Regions from separate parts of the Gasterosteus aculeatus genome. Here region 1 is linked to region 2. Evidence: chromatin contacts called from public Hi-C data. All regions are on one chromosome and are shown on one strand. Each heading gives the region's core, a stretch centred on a gene start, on an enhancer-like site or on the middle of the called end of the contact. The rest is flanking DNA. Distances are from core to core; before and after follow the strand shown. Region 1 holds the start of sox11a (SRY-box transcription factor 11a). Region 2 has its middle 63 kb from the start of rsad2.

Region 1 (2,700 bases), core at 138-2,637, 110 kb before region 2:
GTGCGACCAAAAACAACCCCCTTTCCTCGCCCTCCCCACCCCCACCCCGTCGCCCCCCACCCATTGTGAAGCCATCAGATAGCGGCTTCCAGAAGTCCACACCTGTCTGGTGGCTATGCAGAGGAGATGGATCCGTGCATTTTGAGCATCAGATAGCCTCTAGCCGGGGTTAGTATTGATCTAACGCTTCGCTGGCCTTTTGTGAGAGCAGCAGCTGCTTTGGGGGGGGGCTTTTAGATAAGCAATGCAAAGGGAATTGTTTTTTTTTTCTCCTGAAAACCCTCTTTCAGTGTTCGTACAAGAAAAACACCGCTTAATTCAACACTCACAGTCGCTCTAGAATGAAATGTCCTCTCCCTTGACACACACAAAAAAAAGCGGCAAATAAGCATTAAAACATCAGCCGGTGGGGTATTGGGAAGTGCGTGGTATTAGAAATCACACGCCGTGATAATGCAGCTCTCTGGATTTTCACTGTTTAATCATTCGTAATCTCCAGAGTGAAAATGAAAGGAAAACACAACACGTTTCAGCATCCCGCAACTATCTCTCGTCCTCGCTCTAATCACAGCTCCCAGTCACTGAATGAGGCGGTCCGGGTGGGAGGGAGGGAGGGAGGGAGGGAGGGGGGCTTATTGCTGCTGCATCCGTGTGTCAGGCAGACGCGGCGGTGAGACCCTCCCTTGGATGACTCATGGGCGGAATGGGCGAACACCAGCACCTCCATTCACAGCCAATAATGAGCCATGCTAATGAGCCGGACAGCCCCCCCCCCCCCCCCTGCACCCTCATCATTACGCTGTCTCGTGATTCATGTCCACCATGAAGCCGTCCTATAGGAGGACTGGTCGGAGCGGGGTGGGGAGAGGTGTCGGCGAAAAAAAAAAAAAGGTTGAACCATATTATGCATCGATGTGCAATAATAATGTTTCAACAAATATTTGTTGGGCAGATCAGAATCAGAAGACAAACTGGAATATCGGACTGTAATAAGTGTGTTTTTTGTTATTCATACACATGATAACCTGCAATCCGCTCATTTTGGAATAACCTCCTCCACCCAAGTCTGGCTCCGCACTGATCAGAACATCAAACAGCACTCCGATGAATCCAGCAAGGGAGAAAAGAGCAGGCTGACGCTTAAACATGCATGTGCATCCGCCAGCCTCCTGAGGCTGCTGCTGCTTTGACGTATACATCTGATAAGGCTTCATCAGCACAGGGTGGTCATGATAAAGCATTTCAGCCCTATCTCTATGTGAGAGGGAGAGTGGGAGAGAGAGAGACTCTGAAGGGGGGGGGGCAGAGCTTCTCTATCTCTCAGCGTTCTTTCTACCTCCAAATGCCTCTTTCTTCTTTCCCTTTCTCCCTGCCTTTCTAGCAGCTTCTCCCTGTATCAGTGGAGAGACTTCTTAAACCCCCAGCTGGGGGAAATACGGTGGCTTGGTGGGGGGAGGGTTTCAAAAGGGTAAGTGATTGCCCTCTAGGGGACGAAGCAGAGAGAGAGAGAGGGAGAAAAAGCAGGATGCCTTATCGCCCCCAGCCTCCAACAGCACTGCTGGCTACCACCCAGAGCCGTGGGGAGAGGGGGGGGGGGCGGGGCGCAGGAGACGCCAGCTAGATGCTACGCCGCCTCTTGACACAGCAGACCCAGCAGGGAGCCTTCCTCCCATGGCTGACTGTATGGGATCAACTGCAGGCATCACAGCCTAATGTTGCCATCTGAAGGCGCCTCACTGCTGTGCGTGCATGTTTTATACAAAGTGAGCCGTCCTCCAAATGAATAAAACAAAATGAGAAGAACAGCATGTTTTTATGTTCATTTAATATATTGAACAGGGGAGACTTATAGAAATTACTTGTGTACGTTTATGCAAGTCATTGGATCATGCGTTCTTACAATGCTGTGATTTGTGTGCGCACACACACACAAACGCGCGCGCGCACGCACACAAGATCTATAAAGCAGACCGCACTACTGACCTATTTCCTTCACTCAAACACAGACGGGAAAGGACCCCCCCCTCGCTCCCTCCCTCCCTCCCCCGCTGCCAGAAAAACCGAAAACCAAACCAAGCTAAAACCCTGGAATAAGTACGGTAGTACTGGAGTTAATGATGGCCCCGCAAGTCTTCCTCTAAAGCCGCTACCAGCTGCTGAAACGCGTCCTCCTGGAGCAGACAGGCGGTCACCGCGCGCCTGCAGCAGTGTCCAAGCGCCACCTTCAGTATCCGACCTGAGGGAGGAGAAGTCACACAGCCTACACCTTTTCTTTTCTTTTTTTACCTCCAGACACATCTGCAAAGAGTTGTCTGCCAGCCTGGAGGATGAACCCTTCTCTCACGTGTTTAAAATAAAAAGGGAATTGACCACTTTAGTCTTATATGTAAATATATGCGGGCGCGCGCGCGCCGCTCAGGAGCGCGTGGTGCTAACGGTCTGTTTTAATGTGCCTGTCTCGCCCGGCGTGTTGCCCCAGACACTGAGTACCACAGACCCCCCCCACCACCTCCGCTCCAACGAGAGGCTCTGGGAGGCTGGGAGGGGAGGAATAAAAGGGGGGCGGAGTCTCTTGGCGGAGTCCGCTGGGCGGAGTCGAAGAGCCCTGATTGGATGTCTGACCGTGACGCGGGGCACGCGAAAAAGCGGATAACTAGTTTATAAGAAGGCAGTTTGTAAGTCTGTGGGACAAGAGTGCAG
Region 2 (2,700 bases), core at 176-2,675:
AGTCGGACTGAAATCGAATTATCAGTTTCATGTAAACACCTTTGTCCGACTATGTGCGGTCCGACTACAATCCGACTAACACCCCTGGATAACTCGAATCGGATAAGGAACTGGACTTTGCGTCATTCGCATTCGCTGTACTCCTATTAATATCATGCAAAAATAGAGGGATGTAGCTTCACCTTGCTCTCCGTTCGCCATCTTTCGATTTATTCACTGCCATGTATATTGGCATAATAGCACCTCCCCCCGAAAGACAGCATAGTCCGACTAAGCAAAGATTCCAATTATACCATCATGTAAACACACTGACAAACTCAAATCATTTCTTCTTATTTTATTTCTGTAGTGCGAATAAGGGGACAGGCTCAGGATTTTGCACATTTAGGCTTTTCACAACACCTGCTGTAAAAAGAAGGCATCAACACACTTTGGTTGATGAAGGGATCCACAGTCACCATTGTCAGCCATGTCAGCAGCTTGATTGTAAGTCTATTACCAAAATATTTGCAAGTGAATGCAGACACACAGAGAGGAAAGCCAGCTGAATGACACACCGGCCTCCGGCAGCTGATTTTTATGGCTGACAGTTGATGGTCATTCGCTGGTAAATGTGCTAACGAGGTGATAGAATTCTCTACAAAAGCAAGTGGCCCTTCAGCCTTCCTCCAACATAAAGGCTGACTCCTCTCTTTCCTTTTTACGAAACACTCCACAGATGGATATGCAACAGTTTCACAATTACTGACTATCGGGTGTGGAAGGTTCGGATTGGCCTTCACAACAATGTCGACCACAGACGACTGCCTTAAATGCTGATTTATTGGAGTTTGGCATCTGCTCCATTTGCATGGGGTTAATCTCAAACAATAAAGAAGAGAACTCAACTCCCCCGTGGCCTGAAAAACACGGTTTGATATGCAAATGGGAAAAAAAAACCTTTGCCCCCACGAATTCAAAACTCCTCCTTAATAATGTAATTCTTACTGTTGCTGATGCATGTAAAAATAAGGAAAGATGGTAAATGAGGTTGGGATGAGTGTTGCTGGTTTGGTATTTTTCAAAGGCTGAACAAGAAAAAAAAAAAGAAAAAAAAGGCGAGATTCCTCAGTTCACTAGTCTCACTCTTTCTGAACAGCAAGCGGAGCATTGTGCTTTTTTAATGCTGTCTCAGTGGACTTAATACTTGTTATTTTCTCCCTCTCCCTCCTCTCTCCTTCCACCTCGTATTCCCAACGCGCCGTCTGCGCTCTTGCATCTGTAATCACAACGTTACCTCATTGGGGGCTGCCTTTTGTAGCCCGCGTGTGTAGGTGCGTGTGCGCGCGAGGTGCACATGCGTCGTGTTGGTGGTGTGTGTGTGTGTGTGTGCGTGTGTGCATTGAGGGGGCTTAGTAGCAAACTGGGTTTCAATGGGAGCCCACACCACTGCTCTGCCAGTTCTTATCTCCTCCCATGCAGGAGAGCGGTGGCATCAAGCCGGTGGCTTATTAGAGAGGCCGGGAGCGCATCCCAAACACACACCCCTCCCCCTGCACCCACCGCTGTGCGCGCACACGCTCACAATGAGAGACAACGGTGTGTGGACCTTTCCATCCGGGCCCGTGGCAGGGCCCATGAGGAGAAAAAAGTATGCCTATGCGCACAGTGAGTGCTTATCGCTTTTTCTTTTGTGTTGATGATGCAAAAACAAATTGCGATTTGGAGAATGAACAGCAGCAGGAGGAGAAAGCGCCGCCACTTAATGTCGGCACTGGAAGCACTCTGTTGTGCTTTAGGGTTGTACTTATAGTTATCAAGCAGGGAGAAGGAGAGCGGGAGCAAGCGGGACGGAGTAATAAGAAATACATTGTTTTTATATTGTTTTCTCTGACAGATGAGACGGCATTAGCTGTGATTTTGCCATTATTGCCGCTGCTGTGGGTGAGGTGAAGTATTATGTGGGAGGTAAATGAGTGGAATCTGGACATAACTGTTGTTACTCTATTCTGCTGCTGGTAATGCCTTCATTACGGAGATGTTCCTCGGCCATTATGCCTCGGCAGCAGAATTTGAATCACAGAATGAAAGGCGAGCAGGTTCTTTCAAAAGCTCCGAACACAAACATCTACTATTTACCTGCAATCAAACACAATTTATTTCTGCTTCACCCTTCACCATTACCACGGTCATTTCATAGGCCTTTTTCAAACAAAACTGTACCGAATGATGAATTTATTTTGATTTCATCACATCCCAGCAGTGTTGAAGGCACTTTATTTGTGAGAGAGTACGTATAAAAGACAAGAAGCACATGTATGAACGCGGGGCCTTGGAAACGTGTGAATTAAAGATTTGCCTTCTTATGAATATGTAGCCTTCGTTGTGTGTGTGTGTGTGTGTGTGTGTGTGTGTGTTTACGTGGGGGAAGATAATAATATGCATTTGCATGCAGTCCTTCCATGTGGAGAATGTCATTGATTTATAACCGTGATGAAAGGTCAGTTCACCTTATTAAACAACACACAGGTGTACTGCTGCATAGTATTGGATAACCATTAGAAGCCAATCTGTCCATTGCTACTGTGACTGGTGGAGGCGTTAAGGTCTTAGCTAAAAAAAACAGTATATAAATCAGCTTTAAAATTAGTTTGTCCAACATAACATACATCAGCATATCTAAATTCAATCCTTTTTCATGATATTTTCCTGATTTTGTCT

The links. A called contact is a pair of places that touch in the nucleus more often than the background predicts.
Region 1: a Hi-C map of skeletal muscle shows a contact between it and region 2, with 4 times the contacts expected there. The contact joins the promoter of sox11a here to the enhancer-like site in region 2. A contact is called at or near these places in 2 of 6 Hi-C or Micro-C datasets (both in skeletal muscle).

What each region holds. Positions count from the first base shown.
Region 1 is chr15:7,836,046-7,838,745 of fGasAcu3.hap1.1, reverse strand. It overlaps sox11a (SRY-box transcription factor 11a), which reads left to right and starts at 1,387. Exons shown (of 1, transcript XM_040199993.2): 1 at 1,387-2,700.
Region 2 is chr15:7,721,961-7,724,660 of fGasAcu3.hap1.1, reverse strand. No RefSeq gene overlaps it. Among protein-coding and RNA genes, the nearest start is that of rsad2, 63 kb to the right of the region's middle. Within about 2 kb of position 1,425, at least 1 of the 9 cell types and tissues checked has open chromatin away from gene starts, as enhancers often do.